3 separate regions of the Mus musculus genome follow, and all the other regions are linked to region 3. The links are chromatin contacts, called in public HiChIP or PLAC-seq maps. All regions are on one chromosome and are shown on one strand. Each heading gives the region's core, a stretch centred on a gene start, on an enhancer-like site or on the middle of the called end of the contact. The rest is flanking DNA. Distances are from core to core; before and after follow the strand shown. Region 1 has its middle 15 kb from the start of Gpr65. Region 2 overlaps Galc (galactosylceramidase). Region 3 holds the start of Spata7 (spermatogenesis associated 7).

Evidence for each region. HiChIP or PLAC-seq counts read pairs in DNA pulled down with a chosen protein or histone mark.
Region 1: a contact with region 3 is called in a CTCF HiChIP or PLAC-seq map of the NIH/3T3 cell line, with 11 read pairs. The contact joins the enhancer-like site here to the promoter of Spata7 in region 3. A contact is called at or near these places in 13 of 39 promoter capture datasets (the 3T3-L1 cell line, 3T3-L1-derived adipocytes, the HPC-7 cell line and 8 more), 4 of 15 datasets of contacts at CTCF or cohesin (CD8 T cells, the NIH/3T3 cell line, hippocampal excitatory neurons and 1 more), 52 of 484 Hi-C or Micro-C datasets (B cells, the CH12 cell line, the G1E-ER4 cell line and 29 more), 20 of 115 datasets of contacts at active chromatin or transcription factors (DN3 thymocytes, the NIH/3T3 cell line, VIP interneurons and 15 more) and 5 of 9 other capture datasets (adipose tissue, embryonic stem cells, liver and 2 more).
Region 2: a contact with region 3 is called in an H3K4me3 HiChIP or PLAC-seq map of bone marrow-derived macrophages, with 2.7 times the contacts expected there. The contact joins the enhancer-like site here to the promoter of Spata7 in region 3. A contact is called at or near these places in 9 of 39 promoter capture datasets (cranial neural crest, hippocampal neurons, liver and 5 more), 3 of 484 Hi-C or Micro-C datasets (all in embryonic stem cells), 29 of 115 datasets of contacts at active chromatin or transcription factors (CD8 T cells, SST interneurons, astrocytes and 19 more) and 4 of 9 other capture datasets (adipose tissue, liver, macrophages and 1 more).

Annotation. Positions count from the first base shown.
Region 1 is chr12:98,282,188-98,284,887 of GRCm38.p6, reverse strand. No RefSeq gene overlaps it. Among named protein-coding and RNA genes, the nearest start is that of Gpr65, 15 kb to the right of the region's middle. Within about 2 kb of position 1,262, at least 137 of the 459 cell types and tissues checked have an H3K27ac peak or open chromatin away from gene starts, as enhancers often do. A contact at or near this core is called in CD8 T cells, the CH12 cell line, the HPC-7 cell line and 14 more, where this site is marked.
Region 2 is chr12:98,245,695-98,248,394 of GRCm38.p6, reverse strand. It overlaps Galc (galactosylceramidase), which reads left to right. Exons shown (of 17, transcript NM_008079.4): 6 at 2,103-2,141. Among named protein-coding and RNA genes, the nearest start is that of Galc, 12 kb to the left of the region's middle. Within about 2 kb of position 1,329, at least 30 of the 459 cell types and tissues checked have an H3K27ac peak or open chromatin away from gene starts, as enhancers often do. A contact at or near this core is called in bone marrow-derived macrophages, effector CD8 T cells and macrophages, where this site is marked.
Region 3 is chr12:98,626,744-98,629,443 of GRCm38.p6, reverse strand. Spata7 (spermatogenesis associated 7) reads right to left here and starts at 1,302. Exons shown (of 11, transcript NM_001289572.1): 1 at 1,110-1,302. The coding sequence starts at 1,128.

The sequences.
Region 1 (2,700 bases), core at 13-2,512, 340 kb after region 3:
TCCAGGATATCAAAGGCAAAGGTTTAGTAAGGGTTCTTCCAGGACGTCAGTTAATGAGTCTTAATGAGGGCTGCTAACTTTATGAGTTAGAGGTGTCCTTGTTTCTCTCTCATTTGGACCTCACCTGCCCTGCTTATTCAACAATGAGACACTATAACATCGCCTCACTTCCATGTTCCAATTTCCACTAGGGAAAATCTGACTCAGATTGGGTTAAATGAAGAGGTCTGTTTGGTTCATACAATTATCCTATGCCGAGACTCACCACTTTAGGAGTCAGTGTCAGGTTTCAGGTTCTTTTTTTTTTTTAAGGTATTTAGCTCATTTACATTTCCAATGCTATACCAAAAGTCCCCCATAACCCCCCCCCACTCCCCTACCCACCCACTCCCCCTTTTTGGCCCTGGCATTCCCCTGTACTGGGGCATATAAAGTTTGCAAGTCCAATGGGCCTCTCTTTGCAGTGATGGCCGACTAGGCCATCTTTTGATACATATGCAGCTAGAGACAAGAGCTCCGGGGTACTGCTTAGTTCATATTGTTGTTCCACCTATAGGGTTGCAGTTCCCTTTAGTTCCTTGGGTGCTTTCTCTAGTTCCTCCATTGGGGGCCCTGTGGTCCATTCAATAGCTGACTGTGAGCATCCACTTCTGTGTTTGCTAGGCCCTGGCATAGTCTCACAAGAGACAGCTATATCTGGGTCCTTTCAGCAAAATCTTGCTAGTGTATACAATGGTGTCAGCGTTTGGAAGCTGATCATGGGATGGATCTCTGGATGTGAGGTAACCCAATCACAAAGGAACTCTCACAATATGTACTCACTGATAAGTGGATATTAGCCCAGAAACTTAGGATACCCAAGATATAACATATAATTTGCTAAAAACATTAAACTCAAGAGAACGAAGACCAAAGTGTGGACACTTTGCCCCTTCTTAGAATAGGAAACAAAACACCCATGGAAGGAGTTACAGAGACAAAATCTGGAAGTGTGACGAAAGGATGGACCATCTAGTGATTGCCATATCCAGAGGTTTCAGGTTCTTTAAGCTTTCTTCTCTTCTACTTGTTGCTACTTCCTGGTAACAAACTGACCACAAATATTTCAGGCATCTTTGTGGCACATTGTATCACCACCAGGAGGCAGAGAAAGAGCCTTTTGGGCATGTAAGCAGCTCAAGTCACATACCTACCACTGAGCCACTCATTGCAGCCAGGAGACTAAGCTGACTAATTTAGCAACTAACTGCATATTCCATCCCTTGAGCTAAAACCATACTTGCGGCCTTTAGTCATCCCCAAAGAAGCGTCTCTTTGGTAAGCAGAGCTACACGACTCACAGGAATGTGTCTGTGCCCTGGCTCCTACCCAATTTTGCCAGTGAGCCCCTTGCCCTGGTATTCGGGGAGGTAGGAAATACCAGAGATACTTACAGGGTCACTAAAAACTAAAGTTCATTGTCGCGGTGATAGTACAGGAGGAAACAAACCAAACGCCCCCCTCTTCGTTTTTATTTAGCATTTTGTAAATCTCGCTTACTCTGGTGTAAACCTCAAAGAGGAAGGACAGTTCAGTAATGACTGAAGTGGAATTTCCCATAGGTCAGCATGTGGTCTGGAAGCTATAGCTGACAAAGATAATGCAATTGTGTGTGTGTGTGTGTGTGTGTGTGTGTGTGTGTGTGTGTTACCAACAGAGCCTGATGCCACCATGTAAGCTACAATGAATTTCATGGGTCTGTGGACTATTAAAAATCAGGAGGGGGTGTCAGAGGAATGGTTCACAGATTTAAGAGCACTGGCTGCTCTTCCAGAGGGTGCGTTTCTCAGCTCACAGTCATCTGTGAGTCTAATTCCGGGGGATCTGATTTTACTCAGGCACCAGGCACACATGTATAATGCACAGACATACATAGGCAGGCAAAGGAAAAACAGTTTTCCTGAGTCAGGCTGGTGGTTGGGATTCCATGCTGAGCACGCCCACTACTCCCAAGGCTAGAGAACTGAATCATCGGGCACGCCTCTACTACTTTACTCCGACAGACAGTAAAGACGTCGAGGTCTTCTAGAGGGAAAATTATTTCAAACTTATTTTCCTTGTGATCTTTACAACTTTCAGCTCAAGAGGGGTCCAAGCCATAGGCTCGCTAGGGTCCTCATTCCCTCAAAGCTACCTTGATGTACAACACTCTAGGCTTTCAGCGGCCCGGAGACCTTCATGGCAGAGGCCTGCCTCAGTGGGCCACAGGGCTACACAGGCTGAGTCTCCCTCAGAGGAGCCTGAGCTTCAGCTGTAAGGAGAGAGCCCCAGCCATCCTTAGTCTTGTTTATTCCCCCCTTCCTGCCAGGCTTCAACCGGGACAGAACCCTGTCTATTGGAAATGAAATTTCCATACAGAAGGAGAAAATCATTTTTTTCCTGTAATTTGTAAAGCTTGTGAAAAAGACACTATCATGATTTTTAAATCAAGTAGTGGGACATTTAAAAAAGCAATAAAGATATTTTCATAAAAAACTTTCAGCTTAAATGTGAATATCCATAAAGGATTTTGGAATCATGCCAACACACACACACATACACACACACATACACACACACACACACACACACACACACACAGAGAGAGAGAGAGAGAGAGAGAGAGAGAGAGAGCAATTGAAACTGAATCATTATCCTTACTCCACAATAATTGTAACAACT
Region 2 (2,700 bases), core at 80-2,579, 380 kb after region 3:
TTCTTACCGGTTGGGACATCTTCTGGATATATGCCCAGGAGAGGTATTGCGGGATCCTCCGGTAGTACTATGTCCAATTTTCTGAGGAACTGCCAGACTGATTTCCAGAGTGGTTGTACAAGCTTGCAATCCCACCAACAATGGAGGAGTGTTCCTCTTTCTCCACATCCTCGCCAGCATCTGCTGTCACATGAATTTTTGATCTTAGCCATTCTGACTGGAGTGAAGTGGAATCTCAGGGTTGTTTTGATTTGCATTTCCCTGATGATTAAGGATGTTGAACATTTTTTCAGGTGCTTCTCAGCCATTCAGTATTGATTTGAAGTTTTTATGCACTCAAAATATAAATTATCAGCGAGCCTGTCCTGAGTATCTACTGTGTGGTAGGACAGTGGCTGTTGTGTTACAACAGCGATGTGAGCTCTTGTCAGTGAGAGATGGACACTGCTGCAGATCCCTAATCCTCTCAGAGGAACATTAAGACATGAGGATGAGCCATGGCCACAGGCAGGCAGTCAAGACTTACTGCTTTTCTCTCCTTTTTTTTCTTTTCTTTAATTAGGTATTTTCTTCATTTACATTTCCAATGCTATCCCAAAAGTCCCCCCCTCCTCCCCCCCACTCCCACTTCTTGGCCCTGGCATTCCCCTGTACTGAGGCATATAAAGTTTGCAAGACCAATGGGCCTCTCTTTCCAATGATGGCAGACTAGGCCATCTTTTGCTACATATGCAACTAGAGACATGAGCTCTGAGGGTACTGGTTAGTTCATATTGTTGTTCCATCTATAGGATTGCAGACCCCTTCAGCTCCATGGGTACTTTCTCTAGCTCCTCCATTGGGGGCCCTGTGATCTATCCAATAGCTGACTGTGAGCATCCACTTCTGTGTTTGCTAGGCCCCGGCATAGCCTCACAAGAGACAGCTATATCTGGGTCCTTTCAGCAAAATCTTGCTGGCATATGCAATAGTGTCTGCATTTGGTGGCTGATTATGGGATGGATCCCCGGGTATGGCAGTCTCTAGATGGTTCATCCTTTCGTCTCAGCTCCAAACTTTGTCTCTGTAGCTCCTTCCATGGGTGTTTTGCTTTCCTCTACTTTTCCACAATATAACTGACTGTTTTTATCTGGGAACTTTTTATTTTTAAATGTTGGTCCATTTAACTAATGTGATTAAATGCAGATGGATCTCTTAGATTTCTGATATGGTACATGTTCACAAACTATTTCCTGTGAATGATGATAATCTGTCTCATTTTAGTCTCTGGTTAGTCACATGCAGTGGGGAGGCGTTCTTTAGATAAGATCTTTATCACACCTAGACTTAGGCTCCTCTGTAGACTACAGGACTGGAGGCCCCGAGGTTCCCTTTCACCACAGAAACCACCCCCTCAGGATTCTGAATCGAAGAGAACAAAGTGTGCTTCCTTCTCACTTCCTCACCAAGAGCCTGCTCTTGTGTTCTTGCAGATCATTCCGTTCCTCTGCATAAACAAACTCCTTCTAACCATTCCCTGGTAAAGAACTTGCTTTTTACTGTGTCTATATATTAGAATTATTTAAGTGGTTCTCATACCTGTTTGTTCTCCAAATGTCCAGTGTAGGATTTGTACACATTATAATTCTAATATTTATTGCATGAATGCATATTAATCTCTGGAATAAATGCCTTTCTTTGAAAAAATAGTTTTTATATATATGAGTATTTGGCTGTGTATCTGTATGTGCACCACATATATGCCTGCTGTCCACGGAGGCCAGAAGAGGGCCCTGGATCGCCTGGAACTGAAGTTAGAGATGACGTTGGCCACTACAGTGTGCAGGGAATGACTGGCCCTCGAGAGAGCACCGAGTGCTCTTCATGTTGGATTGTCTCTCCAGCCCCATACATGACTTTTTGAAAAGTATTCCCTAAATACTTTTTAAAAACTTGAAAGTGTTAAAAGTTATTTTGCTTTACAAAAGTATAAATTCTATGACAGCAGTTTTTAAAGTTTGGAAACTAGCTCATCAGATAAATGAAATGTAGTGCTTTAATGATTCAGTTCATCTTACGTTTGAAAACTTTCATTTCAGACATTTTGAATTTTTGTTTTGCAGATTTGGAATGAAAGGCCGTTTGACGCCAACTATATAAAGGTCTGTGAAACAAATCTCTCTTTGCTTATGCTTTCATACAAAGAAATTTGGAGAACAGTTAGATTAGAAATCTTATTTTTTGACAGCATAGTTAATTTGCTAGAATTTGCTAGATGTGACATAAAATATGTCTATGCTCCTGATATTGAAGAATATGTATGTAATTCTTCATAGGTCCTGAATGGCCTATATCTGAAGAGTTGGGTTGAATGTTTTTTTCTTTTTTGGAGTAGGGTAGGGTTTGGCTAACAGTGGAATTCATGCTTACTAGTTCTATCTTCAGCATCAAAAGAAAAAAAAAAAAAAAGAAAGCATTAGGTAGGCATAGTTCTACACACCTTTAATTCTAGTCCCTGGGAGGCAGAGCTGGGATTCTGAGGTTTTGAGGCCAGCCTGGTCTCCAGAGTGCAGTCAGTGCTGTAGAGAGCGACCTGACCCCAACAAGCTAGCGTGTATATGCACTGATGAGTACATGTGTATGTGCACGACCTTAGTTTTAGAATTCTGATAGACATTAGAACCATTGGATTATTTTGGATTTTAAAGACTTAAGAAATTT
Region 3 (2,700 bases), core at 53-2,552:
ATATAAAAACTAGCCCAGATACTTATTGAATATAACATTTATACCAGGAACGATGTTATTGATATATGTTATGGGCTAAAACTGAAGCCACCTAAAAGTATAAACCCATTTACATTTGTCACCTCATTTAAAAATAAACACTAAAACCTCACTAAGTCTATTACTAAACAAATGTAAGTAAAAGAACTTGAGGGTTTTAGCTTCTTAGTCTGGGGCTTGTTCTGTGACCAACCATGACACTAGGGGAATTATTTATAATCTTTTGTTTTATTCATTTCAAAATATGAATAATACCCATTTAACAGGATTTGTGTGTAAACAAGTGTTGGGTTACGGGTGGAACACTGCAAAGGTTTAAAGTTTATTTTGTAACCATTTCTGAAGACCATAACAGCATTTGGTGTGTTTTCCTCTAGAGCTTAGGTTGGGATGGTGTCTGAATATCCTCCCCCCCCCCCAACCTTGTATGCTAAGCAGAACACTTATTTTGATGAAATTATTGTAGAATAAAGGTGCATGCAAGATGAAAGCAAGGCTTAATTAATCATTAGCAGGTCGATTCAAAGGTAGTCTTTTGCTATTAAACATTCAGTCCAATGACCAGCCACATTGGAAGTTTATTACAAATGCAGTATCCCAGCTCCTACCTTGGAGCCACTGAATTATAACCAGCTCTGGGTGAGTCAGTTCTGGAGGGAGGGAGAGAAGGAGGGAGGGAGTGGAAGATTTCATGTACTTAAAATGCACCAGGAGCTTGCTGTATATTATCTGCACTTAACCCCCAAGAACTCCGTGGCATGGGTATTTACCCACTACCTTCAAGATGAGCAAACTGAGCGCCGTTTCTGTGAAAGCAGCCGGCCTGATCTGGGGCTCAGGTTAGATTTCAAAGACCAGGCTAGTATTCCGCCTAGAAGATACCCAAGTGATACAGGCTGCAGGGTCCCAGGATCAGGGGATGGATGTCAGGCAGTAAATCAAAGAGCCGGGCATGCGGGGCCTCCCTGAGCTCAGGGCGTTTCTAGTTCCAGCCATTACCCTGCGACACTGAAGGAGGTGGCAGGCAACCTTAAAGGCCATGGGCAGCCTGGACCCGCGCAGTCCCTTACCTCTCCGGCTGCCATCCATGCTTAGTCCTCCTGCGGCCTCCGCGGTTGTATCCCCTTGGTTCTTACTGGGATGAAGCCGAGCTCCCCCGCAGCGGAGGTGAAAAGGAAAAGACCAGGACCGCGGGGGCGCAAAGGGTCACAGCGACAGTCGCCAGGGCGGTTGCTAAGGGCGAGCTCCGCGGCTGCAGATTATGACGTCACAACACAGGGACCTGTGCTCCTAGGCCCCGCCCCGCCCACGCCCCCAGGCACTCCTGCTTACCGAAAGTGCCAGCAGCCGGCGGGAGGATGGCCACGGGTCCCAATCTGTTGTTCTGGGATCCTGGCAGTTATCCAGAGTGAACTGTCCGGAAAGAGAGTCATATCTGCTTCTGCCAGCACTTTTAACTTGGATGCCTGTGATTCGAACTCAAGTCCCCAAGCTTGCAGCGCAAGCGCTTTTGACACAGCAGTTATCTAATGCAGCTACTCCCCCCCCCCCCGCCCCAAACCCCAAGTTTGTATTGTAAGCATTGCAATTAGTGTGAATTTCCTTTCTGCCTACTGAGTTCCTCAGCTCCTGCACTCGCTCTCCCTTTATCTTTAAAGCCACAAAGATCGGTTCATTTTGAATGGAAGAAGGCAGTGAGAAAAGTGTGGATGTATTCCGCTGCTTTCTGCGAGTTGTTTATTTTTGCAGTAGTTAATTGTGTATCCATGGAAATAAGAGCAGAACGGGGTAGAGGGAGTGCAGAAAGCATTCTGTCCCGCTAGGCTTTTCAGCAACCCGTTCTTGAACTTTTAGGCTGGATGGATAAGTCCTTGTTGTGGTATCATATAGCAGTATTCCTGGGCTCTGCCCACTAGAAGACCACAACCCATTAATTGCAACCTAATTGCAACCAAAAATGTCACTAGGTATTGCCAAAGGTTGCCTGAGGAGGAAACTACATCCCATTTGAGAACCTCTGTAGTCACAGAAAGCATACTGGATTCCGAGCCAGATTTGCTGAACTTTGAGCGTCTAGATATTATGGTTGGTTTTTATGGCACCCTAGTGAAAGTTAGAACCTCCAGAATAGGGAGGCTTTCCGGATTTCCTTAAATGATTTGGAAGGGGCTGGGGAGATGGCTCAGCGGGTAAGAGTACTGACTGCTCTTCCAGAGGTCCTGAGATGTTGGCTCACAACCATCTGTAATGGGATCTGATGTCCTCTTCTGGTATATCTGAAGAGAGCAATGGTGTACTCATATGCATTAAATAAATAAATAAATAAATAAATAAATAAATAAATAGATAAATTTTGATTTTGAAGACCCACTCTGATTGAAGGTGTTATCATCTACTAGCAGTCCAGATGTAAACGGTCATGGCTGAAATTCACCTCTTCTGGCTTGTCCTTTCCTCAAGTTGCTTTCTTCTGCTGCTGTGGTTGAATCCTTCCACACCAGAATCAGTTCTTTTTAGTTTTCTATCAGGATCTAAGGTTCAGCAGCTCTCTCTTTCAGGTTTTTTTTTCACCAGATCAGGACAGCTGAGGCATCCAGCCTTGTGGACAGAGCAACTATGCCAGCCTCCCCAGTGAGAGATGGGCACCATGGGGTGGGGGTG